Regions from separate parts of the Rattus norvegicus genome. Here region 1 is linked to region 2. Evidence: chromatin contacts called from public Hi-C data. All regions are on one chromosome and are shown on one strand. Each heading gives the region's core, a stretch centred on a gene start, on an enhancer-like site or on the middle of the called end of the contact. The rest is flanking DNA. Distances are from core to core; before and after follow the strand shown.

Region 1 (5,605 bases), core at 2,108-4,607, 180 kb after region 2:
AGGCTGGATTGAAGCTCAGAGTGGGTGGGCCAGGGTTTAAGGACCCAGCTCAGGTCAGAGCATAACCACCCACACAGTAGACGCTCTCTTACTAGCTTCTCTGGACCCACCTAAGGTCCCCAGGATATAGACACTAACAAGTGAGCTGAGGGAAGGAGTACAAAAAGTGCAAAGAAATACGAAGCGAGGTGATGGACACACACACAAGAACTGTCTTTCTGTGCTGATGGTAGGCCTGGACCAGGTCAGGTTCTGGAGATGTGATGCTAATGAAACTACGTGCTCACACCAGGCTGGGGACAGGGCGGACAAACGAACACGGAGATCTTCAAATTCTGAGTGGGTCGACTTAACTTTTCAGATGCTCCTTCTGCAGGTTGAGGGTTGAGGGCAGACAGGAATTACACCCCGACGAACGACACCAGGGCACAGGGAGGCTACCGTCATCACTGCCGCAGCCACCTGATGCAGGCGCATTGTTCGCACCAGACGTCACAAGTCCAGGAATACGACTCAGTGTTGGGGACCATGAGGAGGGACGCACGTCGAACTCAGGGTTGTGGTGAGGGGTGTGTGTCGGACCGCAGCTCCTGGAGCGGAACCACCAAACGCGTTCGTTTCCCCGGGGCCACAGCGACACCTGGCGGGAAGAGCTGGATATGTTTTCTTGGGCTGAGACTCCGGCTCGGCGCTGAGGCCTTGAGGACCTACGGAACAGGGGGGATATCTATCCCCTTTCCATCCTGTGGTCACCTAGCTCAGTGCCTAGGTTTTTCCTACTGATCTGGGCCAACAGCGTACTGGTGGCTTTTCATTCCTGCCATTTCGGATGCCCTATCTACTCAGTAGTCTGTGCTTCCTCAGTTTTGCTAAAGCCTGAGGGTCTGCACCGCCTATGGATAGAACAAGGCTTCTTAGGCCTTCACCTTTGGCCGCACCCCCTTTCCAGCTCCCCTGGTAAGAGAGCAGGCTACTCCATACTTGTGCCAGCCCCTTCTATTACCGTGGTAAGATAGACCTCACTTATGGACACCACTCAAACTGTGTCTCAGTCGAACCTGTTTTCACCATGTGCTTCACCTGTGACAATATGGAAGTCAATACCCCCCAGACTGGAAACCCCACAATAATAGAGATCCCAGTATTAGTAAATCTGAGAGGCCTTGGGGCACTGGAGACGTTTTCCTGGACTTCAGGTGTCTTTGCTCATTTGCATTTGCGATGGTCGATATGGAACCCACTCGGGAAGTTCCAGGCAAGCGCTCTACCACTGAGCAAAGACGTATCACTAACTGTCCTGGGGTTTTATGGAGCACTGTAGCCAGGATTTCACTGTCCTGGCAGGGTGAACTAAACTGACACGCACCCACCCACCCCCAGAGTTAACTGTGCCATTCCGTGCCTGTAGGCTGCAATGACTCTTTCCCAGTTGTACTGATCTGTCCCCAGGAAGGAAGGCTACCTGTGTGGTCTCACCTTTCCAAATGCTCCTACAGAAAAGTCCCATTTCTAAGCAGAAGGTTCCAGGGCGAGGCAACCTCCTAGCTAATAGTTACACTCTCCCGCAGGCTGCCTTAGCAGCACCAAACACGGGGTCACATAAAGTCACACACCCTGTCTCACTGAATAAAGTGCTTATGTTCAGCCTCACTATGGTACATGAGGAGTCACGGGACCCTTGCTTAAGCCAGAAGCCTGCGCTCCGGGAAGAACGGAACCGAAGCTCTGATTCGCACATCTCTAGCACACACACAAGGCACGGCCATAGTGCAACGTGTGTCACACAGGCGCGCACACACACACAGTCACACACGCTCTCAATCACACTGGGGTTGGCGGGTCGGGGCGGGCTCTGGAAGGCAGTTACGTAAACGCCCTCGCAGCCCCCCCTCATTCCCCCCTTACCCCCCCTGCTTCCTCGCACAGTGCCAGCGCCCGGGGCGGCTTGGCCGGGGCCCGGGAACAGCTCGGCCTCGCGGAGGCTCCAGGCGCCGAGAAACCCGATCCCGACACAGCCCGGGGCCGAGCCAGGGAGGGGGGCCCAGAGCCCCCCCCAAGTCAGGGACCAGCCCAGCCACCCCCAAAGGCGACTTACCCCCCCCACACACACACACACCCTGAAACAGCTCCAGCACCATCTCGGGACAGCACCTGGGGCACATTCACAACAACCCCCTCCTTCTGGAATTCTATGGTGGAGACCACTGCCTCTGTGCCCTGACCCTCCCAATCCCTAGTACCAGAAAAGGGCAGGCATTCTCTGAAGGTGGAGGATTAGGGAGAGGTACAGTCTCACTAGGGGGCTAAGCATTCAAACTGAAATCCACCAGATTCACGCCCCACTGGGGCCCTTAAGTCCTCACTGATGAAGGGGCTTCCACTACCGCCCCAGGCTCACAACAGATTTTTTTTTTCCTACCAGATTACCAATTCCAACATATCCTATCAAAATTCCAAGGTATTCAACAGGCCAAGGCCTCCTCCCCTCCCATCAGGAAGTTCTAACTCTAGTCTAATCGCAATCCCTCCTGCTTTGTTAAGAAGGAATTCTGAGGGCAGGTGAAAGTCTTGGGAATCAAATCCCTGGAAGGAGGAAGGATGAAGGCCCCTGAACCCCCTGAAAGTCAGAAATCCGAATGGAGGGCACAGACGTCTCCTCATTAGAACCCTTACCCGGCAGCCTGAGGCCCTATTTTTCACAACAGCTCTTGAGTGTCCAATTGGGTTGCCCAGACCCAAGAAGAAAGGGAATTTCCCCCTATGTTCTCTGCTAATGAACAAAACATTTCGTGTTGAAATTCTTCCTCTACCCCCAATCCAGAGTCTCTGCTTTTTCCCCACTAAATATGTTTGAGCTGGGGGACCACGCCAGGAGGGGTATCCGAATGAAGAAAGCTCCTGGAAAAGGCATAACTTACACTGGGGGCATCTTTGAAAATAAGGAATCAAAATGACTCCCCCTTTCTGCTTTTGGCTAAAATTACCACTCCTGTGGCTGCGTCCCAGAAAGGGTGGCCGGAGCTGTCCCGAGGCCCGGGACACGGCCCCCCTCCCCTGGGCAAGGAGCCTTCCTGAAGTTGTTTTCCTGGTCTCTTCCTCTTGGATGTTTTTTTGATTATTAATCACATTTTCCATTCACAGACTCGGTCCAGACCCCTTCCCCCCCGCCCGGGGTCAGGGCTGGACAGGGAGGAGAAGCGGGCTCCAGCAAGACAAGTTGGGGACAAGATAGTCAGTGACCCTGGCCTTGGCTGACCCGAGAGAGGCTGTAAGTGGAATGTCACAGGTCGCACCCTCTGCGTGCTGGCACATAGTAGGTGCCATCCTTAAGCAATACAAGGGAGATAAGTGAGTGAACAGGTGGCTAGTCCTCATAGCCTCCAGCTGGCACTGGGCGGCAGGGCCCACTACAGAGAGGGACTGATCCTGAAGACAGGCAGACTTTGCCAGGATCACTCAGCAAGTCGACGCTGCAGCCAGAGCAGCACACAGCAATGGGGATAGCCCCTCTCGTTCTTAAGAGTGTGCGTGTGTCCTACTGCATGCCAGGCGTCGTCCATCTTTAAGTGCAGCGGTGAGCCGGCAGACACTTCCTTCTGAAGGATATAGAAGGCCTAGATTCCATGCACGGTTCGCACACGAACAGCTCGGTACTACAGCTTAGAAAACAGCAGGGTCTACTAAGATGAACACACATAGATCCTAGGACCTGACACATAACGTGCACTGAAGAGCAGATCAGAAGTGCTTTGTTAATTATATCCTGAATTATATTCCTTTGCCTTATATGGTTAGTGTGATGTCTGATTTAATGGCTAATGTGATATCTAACAGATAAATAACCCAAACAGATAAGTAGTGACGTGGTCAAAGCAATGTAAAAGAGCCAACCCCAGCCGGGCATAACAGCATGGATAAACCTCAGACAAAATGCTGAGGGTGGAGGGGAGAGGGGAGGGGGAAGGAAGGGGAGGGGGGAGGGAGAGGGAGGGGAGGGGGAGGGGAGGGAAAGGGAGGAGGGGAGATGAGAAAAGGCTCAGAGGACACACCGATTTATTTCATGTCTAGGAAACTTTGGAACAAGTGAGACTGAAGTTGAACCTGTAATTTGAACTATATGCCCTTAAATTTTCCACACTTACTGTTTACTATTTGCCTCAAACTTGTTTTAAGTTCCCGCCCTCATGGGCTCGCATTCTAATCAAGAAAGATGGATATTTTAAAAAGAAAATGAAGATAATTGTACAGTTAGCCCGTGTAAAAGGCCCATATCTGACTGTGCAGTCTCCTCAGCCAAGAAGTGACATTGAAATGTCTCCTAAGAGAGGCTCAGACCAAGCCCCTTTCTTTCCTCTCGTGGTACCATATTCCTTTGCCTAATAGGGTTAGTGTGATGTCTAATTTAATGGCTAACATGACATCTATTGAATTGCCTAGCTAGTTGTGTGATGCCTCTAAGCTCTGTGAGGGTTTTCCTCTGGCCTCCACCACGAGGGGTCAGGTATAAAACAAGTGATTCTAACAGTTGAAATAGATTCTGTGTTTGTGTGTTATGCTGGAGGAGACGTTTACCACTCAGTTATACATCTCCCCCCTTTAGATAGGATTTCTCTGGCTGTCCTGGAAATTGTGGACCAGTCTAGCCTTGAACTCAGAGATCCCCTTGCCTCTGCGTCCTGGATGCTGGGATTAACAGTGTGTGGCACTTTGCCTGGCTTCTTTTTAATTTTCTATTTTGAGACAGGAGCTCACCAAATTGCCCAGGCTAGCTTTGAACTCACTCTTTAGTCCAGGCAAGCCTTGAACTTGAGACCTTCCTGTTCCTGATTTCCTAGTATCCAGGATCACCAACTGGACCCAGTTTAAACTAGATTTATCAATATTTACATATAGATCCTTTAAAATAGACCAAACCATGTACGTGGTGTGTGGTAAGTGGGACAAACCATAATCTGTGAGAAGTAAATCTAAGCTTCAAGGCATAGGCTGAGAAACCTTGGTAAAAGCATTTCAGCCTTTGATGATGCAGGGTTGGTAGTCTCAGTAAGGACTAAGCAGAAGCCTGGGAGGTAACTGAGGCAGCAGTGGCTCAGAAACAGCATCCTAAAATCCCTTTGGTTTTGGGCTGGAGAGATGGCTCAGTGGTTAAGAGGACCAACTGCTCTTCCAGAGGTCCCGAGTTCAAATCCCAGCAACCACATGGTGGCTCACAACCATCTGTAATGAGATCTGATGCCCTCTTCTGGTTTGTCTGAAGACAGGTACAGTGTACTTAGATAAATAAAATAATTTAAAAAAAATTCCTTTGGTTTCAAGGCCAGAACAAGTACACTGTAGTTGTCTTCAGACACACCAGAAGAGGGCATCAGATCCCATTACAGATGGTTGTGAGCCACCATGTGGTTGCTGGGAATTGAACTCAGGATCCCTGTAAGAGGAGACAGTGCTCTTAATCACCAAGCCATCTCACCAGACCAGTGAGATCTTTTTAAAAATAATTTATCTGTGTGTATGAGTGTGTGAGTGTGTGTGTATGTACCACAGGCATGCAGAAGCCTGTGGAGGTCAGAAGAAGGCATCGGATGCCCTAGAACTGGAGTTATAT
Region 2 (5,102 bases), core at 612-3,111:
TCCTCCTCTTCTTCCTCCTCCTCCTCCTCCTCTTTACTAGCCCAAGAGTTCACTTTGCGCTAATCTTATACTTCTGGGTGTGGTACCATCCTTCAGAGCATGGCCCACCAGGATGCACACTTTAAAGAAAACCGACTCTTTCTCCCTGTCCCAGAAGCTATAAATTGGTCATAGCCTCTCAGTTAGGGGTACAGGACCATGAGCCCCTCTCCCCTCATGCTAGAATTTGAACTTGATCTACATAGGTCTTTGCAGGTAAGCACAGCTGTGTGAGTTTGTGAGTCCAGAGGACATGTTTCAGTCTGGTCTTTCCTGTCCCACCCCAACCCCCCCCCCAAAAAAAAACCACCCAGGGACACAGGAGTCTTTTTTTTTTTTTTTTGAGCTGAGGACTGAACCCAGGGCCTTGCACTTGCTAGGCAAGCGCTCTACTACTGAGCTAAATCCCCAACCCCGACACAGGAGTCTTTAGAATCCTATGTTTCTCATGGTCTCTGGGCATTGTGGGTAGTGATGAAGAGGCTCCATTGTGGCTGGCTGTCCACCAACACTCATTTTCTGCACTTTGTGAGTTTGAGTTAAGTATCACAGTGACCAGTGTAATACAGTCCTGCCATCTTTAGCTGGGGACTTCAGAGTGACCAACCTAAGGTATGAAGACTGCAGAGGACCATGCTGCCTATTCCATCCTCGAAGATACAGAAAGCAGACAGACAGAACACTCCGGGGCTGGCCCCCGGTATTAGGTCCAGGGATCTGTGTAGCTCCTGCTGACCCATTTAAAGTGAAGTAAGGTCTAGAGAAGTGGCTCAGTGACTAAAGTGTGAGGACCCAGAGTTTAAATCCCCAGAGCTCAGATTAGGCCAGGAGCACTGAGTGTGTGTAACCCCCATGTCTCTAGTGTGAGGTGGGGGCAGAAACAGAGGACTCTGCAGAAGCTCACAGCCTAGCTAGCCGGGCCTATGCAGTGGTGAACTGTAAGAAGCAGCAGTAGGCTGACCAGTACTGTTGTCCTCTGACCGTCTCACACATGCTCACAGTGAACGAGAAGTGCACATACATCATACACACAAAGACAAAACAGAGTCCTAGTCCGGCTTGTTACCATGGCGAGCAGGAAGAATGAGCTGCTTTGCAGTCCATTTTCAAATGGGAAGTCCTGCTGGCATGCTGGTGCCACCAGAAAGGGTCTGGTCCATTTCTAGGCTCCTTGGTCTCATCCCTTTCTGTACTCTTTGTCAAGCAGGACACAAAGCACACCCATTTGGGGACTGGCTCCCTCAGGCCGCTGTCCGCCCAGGGTCCATCTTCTGCCTCTGACCCCTTGTGTATCTATTTACATCTCTATTTGGTCTCCTCAGGCTCCGACTCCATTTTCTCCTTAGAGAAAGCTGATGCTTCCTGCGTACATTTTATACTGACGACTCCTAAATTATGGCCTTTTAATTATGAGCCTCCTTCTCTACTTTCCAGATAACGGTCTCGTTGGTCTCGTTGCCTTTTCTCTGACATTGGTTTTAGATAACGCAAACCCCTGGGCAACTGGAGCTACGACAGTGTCCCAGCGTGGGTGGGCGCACCAGTTTCTTCTCTGAGGCTGGAGGTGTCAGTGGTGATGTGAAGCAGGAAACTCAGGAAGGGCAGACCTGGGCTGAGCACTGGGAGCTGTTGAGCAACCCTGGTCAGTGATCCATTACAGCTCTCAAGACCTGGCAGGTCCTGGTGGTATTTGATCCTGAGTGAAACCATAGGATCAAAGCCCTAGGCTCAGAGGCTCCATGCCAAACTTGCCCATTCAGCAGCTCCTCTGTCACTGTCCACGGTAGAAGGCTATTTAAGCGGCAACTACAAAGGCCTCTGGCACGGTGCCGTCAAACACTGTGGACTTCCCGAGTGCCTTCTCTGGGAAATGCAGGCAGTGCACCATGACCATTGTGTAGAGATTAAATGTAAAATATTCATGAACAAAAGGAGCAGAGAGGACTGAGGCAGAAGGAAGCGTCTGGCTCCAAGAATCAGAGAGGATTTAAAATGCCCCCCAAGGACTTCCAACAGGCGTTAGCTAGATCCGGGAACTAGAGTGGGGATTAACAAGATTATTAATAAACACTCAGCAGAGACAGACCTTGAAATACATCTCTAGCAGCAATCCATGTCTCTACAACCATTCAAACAAACCCTCCAAAGGCCGCAGAAAAGATTAATCGCTTAGGCTATCGGCCGATGGCCGGCAGCACAACATCAGCGCAGCCAGAGGGAAGTCAAGAGCCAGAAGCAAAGAGCCACCCTCAGACTTAGCAAGGTCTGCAGTTCTCAACAGCTGTACTCCCTGAACCCTGTGCTTTGGGTGGGGCTGGGACGTAAGTGGGGCAGACTTGAAGGAATGGTCTCTTCAATGAAAGAAATCCATTGTTATTTCAATTCCCACGTTAGCCTTTCTGTACAATTCTGATTAGCAAAAGGGTTTTGTTAATTGTGAAAAGAACTGCTAAGTACATTCCTGGGAGATAGCTTAGTAGGTAAAGGAGCTGGCGACCAAGCCTGACAATCCCTGGGATCTGCGTGGTGGGAGGAGAAACAACTCCTGCAGGTTGTTCTCTGACCTCCATGTGTGCGCTGTGGCCCCTCCCCACCCCTCTCGGATAAATCAATAAAATGAAAATGAAATGTCCAAAAGTCATTGATTTAATCCACTCCGGTCTTGTAAAACACTTTATGGAAATGACAGAAAACAGTGATGGAGAGGTCCTGGGCGCCTATCCATGCGCGTGTGCGTGAGGGTGCACCCACTTATGCTTGTGGGAGCAGAGACAGAAAGATCCATGTTGAGTCGTCGTTTCTACTGCTTTCTCCCTGAACCTGGAGCTCTGCAGTGAGGTAGACTGGCTGGCCAGCAAGATCTGCCTGACTCCAGCCCTGTGCAACCCCACCCGGCTTTTTTCACTCAGGTGCTGGGAGTCTGAACTCAGGCTTACAGGCTCACACAGCAAACATCTGGCCCACGAATCATCTCCTCACGTTCATCAGTTGTTTGTTTGTTTGTTTGTTTTTTAAATAAAGAAAACTAAACATACATCACAGAATCACTGACATATTCAACTATTGGCTGAAAATAAATGACTAAGAAAACAGTTGTTTTACAGGAAAGAACACAGGTGTCATTAGCGTTCTTTCAGAGGCATCCAGAAAATGCTGTGGACTGTGATAGCAGGAGAGAAGGGCAGATTAGATTATCAGCTAATAAAATGTTCACAGTAAAATTCAAGTATTGGGTACTGCAGCTTACCAAGTTCTTAATTTACTGTGTATTTGAATTCTTTCACACTAAAACAAAAATGTGTTTTTCATAAAACAATAAAGAAAACTGACCTGTGCATGGTAGCACACACATTTAGTCCCACTACTCAGAAGGCAGAAGCAGGTAGATTTCCGAGTTAAAGACCAGGCAGCCTGGTTTACAGAGAGTTCCAGGACAGTCAGGGCTGTCTCAGAAAAACAAAAACAAAGAAAAAGGAAAGGAAAGGAAGGGAAGGGAAGGAAAGGAAAGAAAAGGAAGAGAGGGAGGGAGGGAGGGAAAACTTGTACTGGGAGAGGGCTCAGTGGTAAGAGCTCATACTGTTTTAGAGGACCTGAGTTCAGCTGCCAGCCTCAGGCAGCTCACGACCATCTGTAACTTCAGCTCCAAGGGATCCAATACCCTCTTCTTCCTCTGTCCCACAATGAATGAACAAACAGAGGAAACCTGGGCTTTGGAAGGTACTGATGGAATCAATGGTCTTGCTGGAAAGGAGGAAGCTAAGGAAAGACTGAGACTTGGGACAGAGACAGCCCTCCCTGAAGCCCCTCCTGTTGGGCCACACATCAGCCTGCACGCAAGCCTCCATATTTGTATCCCTTTCCCAGGGCTGTGTTAACTCTTCTGGGGTAGTATAAAGAGCTAACCTGGAACCCAAGAGACCTGTGGTGAACTGGACAGACTGGATGAGCAGAGTGGACATGAAGGAGCACACTGTCTTTAAGAACCATAGGTCTTAAGAGGGAAGGGCCTGGGGAGTGGCAGGGGAGAACGCTTTCCTGGATAACCATCTACAGTCAGCTGTGGAAGAACTCTGAATGGCAAAAATAAAGCACAAAAGAGACGTTTTGTAGTTCCTCATGCAGATCCATGAGCCTCTGAAATCCACGAGTACCCAGCAGGCAGTGTGACTCCTGAATAGTCACACTGTACCTCTCCTCCACAGGGAGAGGAGGTGTGACCTCACCTTCAGTGCGAAGGGGCTAGCTGATTAAAGTGTTACCCAAGTCCACCTTTCTCTCTGTGTCTGTCTGTCTCTCTGTGTCTGTCATCTATCTCTGTCTGCCTCTGTCTCTGTCCCTCTGTCTCTATTTTTTCTCTGTCCTTCTGTCTCTGTCCCTCTGTCTCTATCTGCTCTCTGTCTGTCTGTCTCCATCTCTGTCTCTCTCTCCTGGGCTCAGCTCCCAGCTCCATCATTTGCTCGTGGTGTGCCCTGGTTTTCTTAACTGTAAGGTGAGCTGGATATGAGTTTGTGCCTCACAGACTCGGGCGAGGATTTGCCACCTCCTGTAGTCAATGCTGAGCACCACGGCTGCACCACCTATAAGGCGCTCTCTGTATCAGCTCAGCGTGCCCTGGGAGTGTCCACAGCCATGGCACCACCCAGGTTGGCACAGGCTTATATCTGTCTATGAGAGATTCTCTCTCGGCAGGGTTGGGAAGGGCCCGCCTAGAGGGCATCCTGGTTTCCTCCACTCTACTAGGATTTCCTTATTCATAACACGAGCCCAGGTATCACAGAGATAAACAGAAAGGAGGCCCATCTCCAAAGAGTGTCCAATGATTACCAAGGTAAAAAAACGAGCCATAAAAAGGAGGAGTTGGGTGTGGTGCACACCTTTAATCCCAGCACTAGGGAGGCAGAGGCTGCAAATCTGTGAGTTCCAGGCCAGGCTGGAGTACATGAGAGACTCTGCCTCAGGCAGAAAGAACAAGGCAAAGGAGCCCTGAGGTGACCTGGGAAGAGTTTAGGAGCATCTGCCTGTGACTGGCAAAGGTCGTAGCAGGAGCTGTTGGCATTTTCCTA

The links. A called contact is a pair of places that touch in the nucleus more often than the background predicts.
Region 1: a Hi-C map of psoas muscle shows a contact between it and region 2, with 2.5 times the contacts expected there. The contact joins two enhancer-like sites. A contact is called at or near these places in 11 of 12 Hi-C or Micro-C datasets (the A7r5 cell line, the Rat2 cell line, Schwann cells and 6 more) and 1 of 1 datasets of contacts at active chromatin or transcription factors (oligodendrocytes).

Annotation. Positions count from the first base shown.
Region 1 is chr5:61,658,339-61,663,943 of GRCr8, forward strand. No RefSeq gene overlaps it. Among named protein-coding and RNA genes, the nearest start is that of Cntfr, 4.2 kb to the left of the region's middle. Within about 2 kb of position 3,358, at least 20 of the 93 cell types and tissues checked have an H3K27ac peak or open chromatin away from gene starts, as enhancers often do.
Region 2 is chr5:61,484,315-61,489,416 of GRCr8, forward strand. All of the region lies in intron 1 of Fam219a (family with sequence similarity 219, member A), which reads right to left. Among named protein-coding and RNA genes, the nearest start is that of Spmip6, 12 kb to the left of the region's middle. Within about 2 kb of position 1,862, at least 13 of the 93 cell types and tissues checked have an H3K27ac peak or open chromatin away from gene starts, as enhancers often do.